Regions from separate parts of the Triticum aestivum genome. Here region 2 is linked to region 1. A link is a contact called in public Hi-C data. All regions are on one chromosome and are shown on one strand. The core of a region is the stretch at or near the end of the contact, and the rest is flanking DNA. Distances in the headings are between cores, read along the strand shown. Region 1 holds the start of LOC123071710 (beta-glucosidase 4). Region 2 holds the start of LOC123071713 (ribonuclease 2).

Region 1 (6,034 bases), core at 715-3,214:
AACGGTGCCTGCCGGTTTTCTGTGTAGTCACCGCATTGGCTTAGGTTACTGCGATCATTGCAGACTTTTTTTTTCTGCACATAGAGCAAGCTGAATTCCCAGCAGCTAGCGGTAAGTGGTTCTTGAAATATCAGCCAAACACTCCCTTTGTTAAAAAAAACACAAATACTCCCTCTGTAAGAAATGTAAGGTCGTTTAGATCACTAGTTAGAATTCTTTTCGAGAGAAAAGAGAGATACTGCAACAAGTGTTATATGTCTTGCCAGTGCTGTTGTGCGTGACAGAGATGGCTAATGAGAAAAACTAAAAGTGCTGGCTGAAGGCAGAGGCAGCAGCTGCTTCCATCTCAAACCAAAATAGCAATACTTAATTAGTCCCTTGATACCCTCAAAAAAAATATATTTAGTCCCTTGATTCAGTTGCCTGCTCCATTCCGTCGGGGTTGTGATATTGCTGTTGTGTCGTGGTCAGCTGCCAGCAGTCGCCCATTCTTCTTCTTTGTGCACTGATGATAGCCTGGCTGGAATGCGTTGGTTGCGCTGTCAAGTGATGCTTGATGGTGAACGCGATCACACTTGGCAAGCACCAAGCAGGGATGCAGAGCCACGTGCCATATCTTATGGCGCGATGATGTTATCCTATCGGTGTGCGTCACGAGCGAACCAGTGCAGTTAGGCTGTGCACATACTTGGCCTCGGTCGTCGTTTCCAGCTACTCCCTCCATCCCGATATACAGGGCCTAATACATATTTTGAGATTGCTTTGAGCGCGCATAAAATCAATAACACACGAGATGTGTCTCACGAAAAAGTATATTTGGTGTGTCATACTTGAAAGGAGTTCCTGGTGATATATTCCCTCTGTCCCGAATTACTTGTCACAGAAATAGATAAAAACGGATGTATCTGCAATAAGTAAGTCCGGATGGAGGGAGTAGTAATATTTATTTATAGCCCTATATATTCGGACTGAGGGAGCAGTTAAACCTGAGCTATAATTTAGCACATAAGTAAACAGTGGCCAATTTCAAAACGAAAAAAAGACAGAAAGAAACAGTGGCCGTCCATGGTGACAATCAGGATCTGATCCGAGCCTTATCATAGTATATTTGCACTCTCCATGCGCTTGGGAAGATAAACTAGACTACTGGTATTGTTTAGGGTTTCAGCAACTGAAGCTCTGCCGGCCACTCGCATCTTCTATCGGGATGCGGCCAGAGCCAGACAAACGGACGGACGGCGGCAGATTGTCCTCTGCATGTTTTTTTATATTTGATTTGATTCAAGTGCTGTTCGAATTTCGAAATGGTCGGTCCTACGCAGGCTGCAAATCAGGTGTGCTGCTTTCTACCGAGCTTCAGAGGAGACGAGTGCACACAAGAGCATCTCCCTTTATATGCTATATATATAGTTTTCACTAACTAAAAGAAGAAATAAATGCTTTAATCGGTGCAACGAAAACAAAAGCAAAAGGATATATCTGTTTCCTTGGAGCATCTCCAGTAGCTTCCTAAAAAACTTTTGGTCACAAGAGTAAGATAATATTTGTGTCGGATCCTAAAGAAGATTTATTTATGCTAACGGCCCAACGAAGAAGAAAACAAGAAAAAGATTGACTCGACCCATGAGAGTGGTGCGAACCAACCTCTGATTGAATGATTAGAGGGACAATGGTATCCCAGCCCATCAGAGTTCATGTTTTGATACTCACATTATTTCTGGATTTATTTCTGAAGTTTCCGCGATACGCTTTCAGTGAAAGAAGATGTTCTCATCGACAACGAGACGCCTACGGTGACTTCGTAAAATCTCAAGATGATGCGTCGGTTCAGTCTCTCGAAAATGATCATAGGGATAAGGTGTGCGTGTGTGCGTCCATATGAAATTATGGATGAGTGTATGCGCGTATGTATGAATGTTTGGGTCTAGAAAAAAAGACACGTGAGTGTGGTTGGGTGGGTTTGGGTGAGTTGTAAACCAGATCCAAACCGGCAGAGAGCGACTGCAGTCTGCGGCCGCTCTCCCGCGGACTCGCCGGCCCCGGCCGCACCCTCGCCTATATCTACGCGACGCGACCCCCTCAGTCTCGCTCGCAGCGCCTCCCAAACCTTCGCCCACCCACGCGCCTCACGGTCGCGCCGCGCCGGATCGGGATCAAGTCACGCTTAGCACCACGCGGCCGCTCTCGCTTTCGCCGTCGCCGGGAATGGGGAGCACGGCGGGCGAGGTCACCCGCGCCGACTTCCCCGAGGGCTTCGTCTTCGGCGTCGCCACCTCCGCCTACCAGGTCCGTCTAGACTGTCACTCGACTCTACCGGTGCTAGCAGCCGCTACGGGTACTACCTTAGGTTGGTGAATGGTGGCGGTGGCCGGTGGGTCACCGGGTCGCGTCTCGGCCGCCGATTGCTGATCCCTGCTCCACCCCCACGCCGCTGTGTGGTGTGACAGCGCGTCGCCCTCGCCCGGTAGCCCACGCCAACGACGCCTGTGTACTTTCGCTTGGTTGCGCTGCCTTCATGCTATTGGCGACTTATCTTTGAAAAAGCAAAGTAGGACGGTGACCGAGCAACGACCCCTCTGCTTTCACCAAAAATAGATGAAGCAAATTAATGGGTTCCTATATCTGATTTTTATGCGGTCGAGCCAAACACCCTCTCCTCTAGTAAATTTATCTATCAAAAAAAGGGAAGTGGCAAAGTAATCAACAAATTGTAATCGTTTGACTACAACATACATATGGACAGACTTAATATCAGGGAAATTTATCTTAGGAGTGGAAAATCGGCAAGTGGTTGTGAATGGACATAGTAGTCAGAAGTAGAGCACTATTTGCCAACGGAGGCGGTATGCGTTTAGTTGGAGATTGGAGAGGAAGAAATGTACATGGGAAGGGAAGGCTGACAGGAAATGATCTTTTCCCCTATTGGCTGAGAAACCTTAACTGAACTGATAAAGTAGAGAAATGGATAGGGGATTTGCCATCCGTATGTTGTCGTATATGTTCCCCGCTTTTGTTTTCTCTCGGACATGTGTCGAAACACGCATCATTTCATATTAGAAGAAACGACAAAAAATGCGTTAAGAGTACAGCCAGCCAAAAGACGAAGCAAATTATAACAAAACAGAGCAAATTTTAAGAAACAAAAAAAAAACAGAGCTAAAACAGAGCAAATTTTGAGAAGAAAAAAAAACAGAGCAAATCAAAAAAAAAAAAAAAGAGAACAGAGAAGTACTATATAGGAAAGCTGAGAAATGAATGTCCTCCACCATGAGGAGGAACGAGAGAGCCATCATAGAATTTTGTGTGGGTCCTTGGATGACAAATTGTAGGTTTCACCAGTTTTATCTCCTTGATTCCAAGTAAAAGAAACAAAAATGAGGTTTTCTGTGATCTATGAATCTATCCTCCTTCCTTTTGTCTAAAACTAGATGTATCATAGCTGTGAAGTAATGTTCTTGGCTTTTCCCCTCTATCCAGATTGAGGGGGCAAGAAATGAAGGTGGCAAAGGCGATAGCATATGGGATGTATTTACAGATAACAAAGGTTTGTCTCATCTGGATTCTATTTTAATTTGTTGAAATATGTTAATTTAACTGATAGTTGACATTGAAATGCTTTTCCAGAACGTGTCCTAGACGGATCCTCTGGAGAAGTTGCAGTTGATCATTACCATCGATACAAGGTGTTATTATTGACATAGCTATCGAATTACTATTATATTCTTGTAAAATAAAGTGTTTCTTTGTCTTGCTTGAGATGGATTATCTCCTTGATGCATATGTGTGTACAATTTTACCTTGTTTCCTAGATCCCTAATTACTTGTTTGAACTCTTTGGGTACAGGAAGACATTGAGCTCATGGCCAAGTTGGGTTTTGGTGCTTATAGATTTTCCATATCTTGGTCACGGATATTTCCTGGTACATTTCAATTGGTGGATCATGCTTCACATATTAATACATCTCCAAATTGTGTCGCCACAATTCCAGCTTCCCCCTCGATATGTGCATTTTGTTTATTATTATCATTTATATTCCATGCCTCATCTGAGTTTATAAGTTTACTGTTTCTGCAGATGGCTTAGGGACAGAAATCAATGAGCAAGGAGTTGCTTTCTATAACAACCTTATAGATTTCATGATTGAGAAAGGTGCCACATGATATACCTAATGTCAAAGTTACTATTCATCTAGTTATTCACCACCCATCTGCCCTGACTTCCAGGTATTCAGCCTTATGCAACTCTGTATCACTGGGATCTTCCGCATAATCTTCAGAAGACTATGGGGGGTTGGCTTTCTGACAAGATTGTGTAAGTTAATGCAGGCATCTTAATTTTAAACTCTGAATTTGTAAATATAGTTAAGTGCCAACACAAAATACTACAAGGCATGTTTACCTAAGAACATTGCTTTATTTCAAAGTCTTCTGTCTTTTTTTCCGAGAAGGGGGGAAAGACCCCCAGCAAAGTGTTCTCGTTTAACTTGGTGTTTCTATATCTGATCGTATTGGTTGTCAAAAAATTTCAGAGAGTACTTCGCATTATATGCAGAAGCTTGCTTTGCAAATTTTGGAGATAGAGTTAAGCATTGGATAACAATCAATGAACCTATTCAAACATGCATTAATGCTTATGGGGTTGGAATATTTGCTCCTGGATTATGTAAAGGTGTAGCTGCTGAACCTTTCTTGGCTGGCCATCACCAGATCTTAGCTCATGCTGCTGCTGTTGATGTCTACAGAAGAAAATTCAAGGCCTGTTAAGTTTCCATTGAAGTATCATCATTGTCAGTTTGTTCGTAGTACCATTGTCTTGCTGATATTTTACATATTATAGGCTAAACAAGGTGGTCAAGTAGGATTTGTTATTGATTGTGAATGGGCGGAGCCAAAGTCGGACAAAATGGAAGACCAGGCTGCTGCAGCACGGCGCATTGACTTTCAACTTGGATGGTAAAAATTATGCTCACCTATTCAGGGAATACTTAAAAGTCTCCTAAATTTGTTACCATTTTCCATAGAACCTATATTTTTTGTTTCCGCTCAGTGTAACTTCCGGTGTTTTAGTATAATGCTGATGCATCTTCAGATTCATGAAGCCTATGATATGATTTTATGGATATATCCTGATTATAATTGCTTTTCTTGAAGGTTCCTGGACCCAATATACTTTGGTGATTACCCAGAAAGCATGCGCCAGAGAGTGGGCGAATATCTTCCAAAATTCTCTGAGAAAGACCGTGAATTGATGAGGAACAAAATTGATTTTATTGGATTAAATCACTATACATCAAGAATCATTGGCAATCAGCCGAACCCACAACCACAAGAGATCCATTTTTATCAGGTTCAACAAATAGAGAGAACAGGTACCATGATTCATCTATCAAAGACTTGTCTCTTTTGTTTGTAAAAACAAGCGCAGCGTCAGCTGAAAGATGCAGGGTTATCTATAAAAACTGCAGTATGTAGACAGCAGACATGGCAGAAATATTTCACCTTGCTGATTAGGAAAAACAGCCCTTCTCCACTACCCATAGAGTCTATTTATCTCTTCCTTATTCTTGGAGAATTGTAAATCAATATACGCATGCAAGGCAGAACTACTTTTCTTGCTGTAGTTTGGTCTCAATATTCTGCGCCCACTATATATATGTAAACTTGTCCCTTGCAAGCTATCCTGTCCCAGATTAATATCGTAATGCTGACACTTTATTTCCCTTGGGCAGACAAATGGAGTAGCGGTGAAGCAATTGGTGAAAGAGTAAAGACTTGACCGCTGTCCATTCATGTAGCTTCAACGATCTTACCTAACATTTCATCTCAATATTTGTGCAGGCTGCGTCTGAGTGGCTTTTAATAGTTCCCTGGGGTATTCGGAAAACAATCAATTATATAGTAAAGAAATATGAAAATCCAATAATATATGTAACAGAGAATGGTAAGGCTTCCATGCTTCTAATTTTTTTTCTGGTGCATTTTTTATATTTGAAGTTTCTAATACACACATGGCATATCTGTTTACGTTAGTTGT
Region 2 (5,401 bases), core at 1,998-4,497, 270 kb before region 1:
GTTCCTGGGTGCAAAGTCTCCATTTTTAACCTTCACAATGGAAAATATATACTCCCTCCATCTGAAAATACTTGTCATCAAAATGGATAAAAAGTGATGTATCTAGAACTAAAATATGTCTAGATACATCACCTTTTATCTATTTTGATGATAAGTACTCCCTCCGTTCCTAAATATTTGTCTTTCTAGACATTTCCGATGACTACTACATACGGATGTATGTAGACATATTTTAAAGTGTAGATTCACTCATTTTGCTCCGTATGTAGTCACTTGTTGAAATGCCTAAAAAGACAAGTATTTAGGAACGGAGGGAGTATTTCCGGACGGAGGGAGTAGCAGTGAATGCGATGACGAGATATTACTATTTGGCACCTGAACTCAATTTTTCATTCAAGAATGTCTCGGTGGCGATCAATCAACTGCTAGTACGTCTAAACTCTGCGGCCGGAACAAACTGCATGTGACATGAACCGTTCATAACTATTAGAAACGTTTAGACAGGCCACATCCTTCAGCAATCCAATGAACTAATATGTACATTTAACATCCATTATTCATACAATGAGTAATCTGAGTTTGATATCCAGCAGTTTTACAAATATCCAGAACATAATCGAACCAAGTTGTTCTAATGTGGAATGCTGTCCTTTACAAATAGTATGGACAAACCAAAGACCCGTTTTAGCAGGATCTCAGTGCCCAGCACCTGTGGCTACAGGTCTTGCAAGCAGTCAGAACCGTGAAGGCATCTGTTTCCTCATAGCCTAGCAATACTCCGTATCTTAGGATGTAAAGAAGTACAACCCGTTGTCGCTGGCTTCTGGGACAATCTCCAGTGTCGAATTTGTGAGTACTGCAGATATTCAGAGATCAAGATTAGCATGGGCACCAGGGGTTGAACAACACATACCAAGTAAACTTAAAAGCTTCTGTATAAGGGATTAAGACTTACCGATGGGATCATATGTTGGCAGGGAGATTTTTCGAGGGCAATGCTTTGATTTCGATAGGTTCTTGTACATTGCCGAAGTAGTAAGGCAATCGCGAGGCTGGAATAAAATCAAGGTGAGTATATTGTTGTACAATAACAATGACTGAAGTGGAGAACGTGGGAATAATGAAGAGATATGCATTTTGACCAAAAATACTTGCAGGTAATCCAACTTTGGGGACCTAGTCAAATAGGTTATTGAAAATTAACCAACAGAGGAACCTAACCAACGCCTGTTTATGACACAATAGGAGAAAGCAGCCTCGAGTTCTAATAAAAAATATGAATGAAAGTAAGCTGGACAGTACAGACTACAGACCAAAATTTCCCAGACAGACACAGTTATGCCATTCCATTCAAATAAAAATCCGATTCACCTATTTTGTTATCAGGATTTAGAGAGATAGTTGATCGTATGCTGGACATCACTCAGAACTGTTGTGGCAACATTATTCCTTGCACTGAAGTTCTCTTCACGTAAATAAAAATGGAAACCGAGAAGACCTGTCCAAGGACAAAAGATGACTCACCTTCAAATCCTTGGTGAAGCATAATCTTAGTTCTTCAACTGAGCCCTTCTTGCATATGATCTGCGGTGAGCCCCCAAAAGCATGCTTGATGGTATCAATGACATCACTCAGTGCATATTCTTTACCGTTGGAGACCAGGATATCTCCAGTCGCCAGCATTTCCTGCAATTCCAATCCAAATTATAACAGTGTAAAAGAGACAAATTTCTATGATACAGTTTAGCAGGAGTCAAATTCGTATGCACTACAATTCGAGTCGTTTTAAGTTTGTTTTCTTCATCTGGAAACGAAGGTAATTTGAATAACAAACGTTCAGGTGCTTAAAGCCAACAAAAGAAACCAAAAATTCCTGCAAGAAAAAAGAATAATGCGCTACACCTAATTAGTCAATGGCCAGATGCTTACTGTAACATTATATTTGAGGTAGAGATCAATGGCGGTGGTGAAGTACTGTAATTCTTCATGAACAACAGGGGACGAGCATGTTCCATGCTTCTCTGTGAAAAATTAAACAAACGATGAAGACTTAGCAATGGAAATGAAACAATGTTTGTGCTCATATGGATTACTAAATTAGCAACCCTCTTTTATAACAACAATCCAATTCATTAGGTCAAGCGGATTGAAGAAAATTACCCCACTAAACGACAGCAATCCATGAATGACCGATCGAGCAGCACATGCCAATGCCATTATGCAAAACAACAGGTAAGGGAACAACACAAAAGGTTAGTGACAATTCCAATCGATGATACCAATCGAGGAGTATTCTGAGAGTTCAATCCAACAGTTCTGACACTATACCTCATGAGCCCAGAAGGGGCCCCTGCCACTGAAGCAAGTGGAAGAGGTCGAACAGTAGAGGGACGGCCAGTACTTGTCCAGAGTGGGCTTCAGAGGCGTTATCTACACCAAAATCAACGAAGACACGGCAGAGCCATGCATCAACGAGGTCAGCACAAAACGAATGGAATCGAACTTGGGCAGGACTAATGAAGCTAGAGCGGCCACGTATCAGTAAGGTCTCTGCGGCTGGCACCTTGTCCATGTCGAAGCTGGTGTGGCGGCAGCACGACGGCCAGGTCCCGTCATCGTAGTCCGGCCACAGCCCGTCTGCTCCATCAGCGGAAATCCAACCACACCAGTGAGAATTCTACATCGACCAAGAACCGAGAAAGCACAAAATTAAGAATGACGGTCGCCGTGCACTTACGGATCGTGAAGGTGTGGAGCGCCTCCGACCTGCAACGAGGAACACGGAGAACAAACGGCGTGAGCACATGAGCGCAGGGCAGGAGGGTGAATCGAATCGAATCTCCGGAGCGCCAGAAACCCCACCCGACCCGACCCGAACGAGAGCCCCGCGCGCGCGGATGAGGCGGCGGTGGGGATAGAGGAAAAGAGGAGGCGGAGCGCCTACCGGCAGCAGCCGTTGACGGCGCAGCAGTGGCGGGTGGAGGAGCAGATGGTGCCCGGCCACTGCAGCGCCAGCGCGAAGTAGTCGAACTCGCGCTGCTCCTTCCCGACGGCGGCCGGGGCCACGGACGCCCGGGCGAGGCCCGTGCCGAACAGGCCGGCGGCGACCAGCGCCCAGACCGCCAGCAGGCACGTCGCCGTCGCCGTCGCCATTGCACGCCGCCCGCCGCGGTGTCTCCTTCTCCCCCTTTCCTTCCCTCCCTCTGGCTGCTGGGTGGGTCGTAGTTTCAGAATTGAGTGTAGTACACAGAGTACAATCAAGACGCAATGGGGTGCTTTAATAATAGTGCGGTTAGGGATGACCTCGTGTCGCTGGCAAGTGGGGCCCGCTCCGTCCTAGCAGGTAGGAGTACCTCTCCGTCTATTTTCTGTTTTGCTTTCTACTAATTCAAATAAAACCAGTTTTCTACCGGTAGCTCTGCCGTTCAAAAATCCGAAACAAACCATCGACTCCCTCTACAAAGAAATATAAAAGTGTCACTACTTTAATGATCTAAACGGCTTTTATATTTTTTTACGGAGGGAAGCATTTTAAGCTACGGAATTGATAGGCTCGGTCTAGTGGATATATTTTGAAATTCCCATGCAAAAACAGATATATTTTGAAATGTGCTTTGAGAAAGTGCGAAGTGCATGTTATTCTGTTTATTTAAATCGATTCCCACACATGCTCCTTCGTATAAAAAAATGGGCCCTTTCTAAATAAAAAAATAAACATGTTTGATAACTAAAGTCACGTGAAAAAGAATCGGTGCAAGTCGATTTTGTTGAAGACAAAAATGAGGCCCAAAGCTACGAGACGGAGCCGGGACGACACAAATGGTTGCGGTGTCCTCGACCGGTGAGGAGGAAATGTCGCAGCTACCCGTGGAATCGCTTGCGGGAGAAAGCTCGGGACTTGACGGTTCAGTGTGTGTGGTGGGATGCAGGCGTCGAAGAAGAAGAGAATGGGGGGGGGATAAAAGAAGGATGGTCAGGCAGCGATGTGGTGCACGGCAGCACCCGCTAGTCAACTGGTGGGTGGGGGAGGGGGGCGACGATTAGGTATGAGTTGGAGGGCGGCTCGACCCAAGTAGGAAGAGGACGAGGGAAAAAGCACGCGGGCATAAAAACAAGTGACACTTTAAGATTTGTTTATTTTTAAAAGAATGATTCAGATTTATTATAAAAAATATTAAAACTGCAAAGCATTTCAAACATAATAGAAATGTATCGTGGTCCCTCGATCAACAAATGACCGCTATCTTCGTCAGAACGAGCCATTGACACACCATTGCCGCTTCTCCTCTATTGGAGCCAATATGACCTTATCAATTAGAACCGAAAAATATGTGTGCATGTGTCCGTAAGGATTGTCACCCTAGGGTGGCAATCTTCGTGTTAAACCCTTAAACCGATGTGAAACGTCACACATCATATTTCGCCATCACGTACATACCCACACAAATATTTTGCAGCTTTGTTCTATCAACAGGGTAAACCCCTGAGATCATGAACTTCAACCTTTTGCAACCCAGAATTAATCCTCATGTCATTCTCTTTATTTTCGCAACAAAATAAATAAAAAGTCCTCACGCCTTTCTCTTTCATTTTTTAGCGAGAAAACTTCCAATCTATTCATCATCAATCATGGCAGTATAACGTGTTGGAAATATGCCCTAGAGGCAATAATAAATTAGTTATTATTATATTTCCTTGTTCATGATAATCATTTATTATCCATGCTATAATTGTATTGATAGGAAACTCAGATACATGTGTGGGTACATAGACAACACCATGTCCCTAGTAAGCCTCTAGTTGACTAGCTCGTTGATCAATAGATGGTTACAGTTTCCTGACCATGGACATTGGATGTTGTTGATAACGGGATCACATCATTAGCAGAATGATGTGATGGACAAAACCCAATCCTAAGCCTAGCACAAAGATCATGTAGTTTGTATGCTAAAGCTTTTCTAATGTCAAGTATCTTTTCCTTAGACCATGAGATTGTGCAACTCCCGGATACCGTAGGAATGCTTTGGGTGTACCAAACGTCACAACGTAACTGGGTGACTATAAAGGTGCACTACAGGTATCTCCGAAAGTGTCTGTTGGGTTGGCACGAATCGAGACTGGGATTTGTCACTCCGTTTGACGGAGAGGTATCTCTGGGCCCACTCGGTAGGACATCATCATAATGTGCACAAGGTGATCAAAGGGTTGATCACGGGATGATGTGTTACGGAACGAGTAAAGAGACTTGCCGGTAACGAGATTGAACAAGGTATCGGTATACCGACGATCGAATCTCGGGCAAGTACAATACCGCTAGACAAAGGGAATTGTATACGGGATTGATTGAGTCCTTGACATCGTGGTTCATCCGATGAGATCATCGTGGAACATGTGGGAGCCA

Evidence for each region. Hi-C and Micro-C count contacts between places; a contact is called where the count stands out from the background.
Region 2: a Hi-C map of leaf shows a contact between it and region 1, with 5 times the contacts expected there. The contact joins the promoter of LOC123071713 here to the promoter of LOC123071710 in region 1. A contact is called at or near these places in 2 of 5 Hi-C or Micro-C datasets (both in leaf).

The regions. Positions count from the first base shown.
Region 1 is chr3B:684,336,180-684,342,213 of IWGSC CS RefSeq v2.1, reverse strand. It overlaps LOC123071710 (beta-glucosidase 4), which reads left to right and starts at 1,964. Exons shown (of 14, transcript XM_044495299.1): 1 at 1,964-2,286; 2 at 3,478-3,544; 3 at 3,625-3,683; 4 at 3,845-3,920; 5 at 4,076-4,150; 6 at 4,225-4,312; 7 at 4,530-4,755; 8 at 4,838-4,953; 9 at 5,152-5,369; 10 at 5,730-5,764; 11 at 5,839-5,941. The coding sequence starts at 2,206.
Region 2 is chr3B:684,607,608-684,613,008 of IWGSC CS RefSeq v2.1, reverse strand. It overlaps LOC123071713 (ribonuclease 2), which reads right to left and starts at 3,247. Exons shown (of 9, transcript XM_044495301.1): 1 at 2,945-3,247; 2 at 2,738-2,766; 3 at 2,564-2,637; 4 at 2,329-2,430; 5 at 2,161-2,164; 6 at 1,930-2,021; 7 at 1,525-1,686; 8 at 956-1,052; 9 at 514-856. The coding sequence starts at 3,153. The coding sequence ends at 786.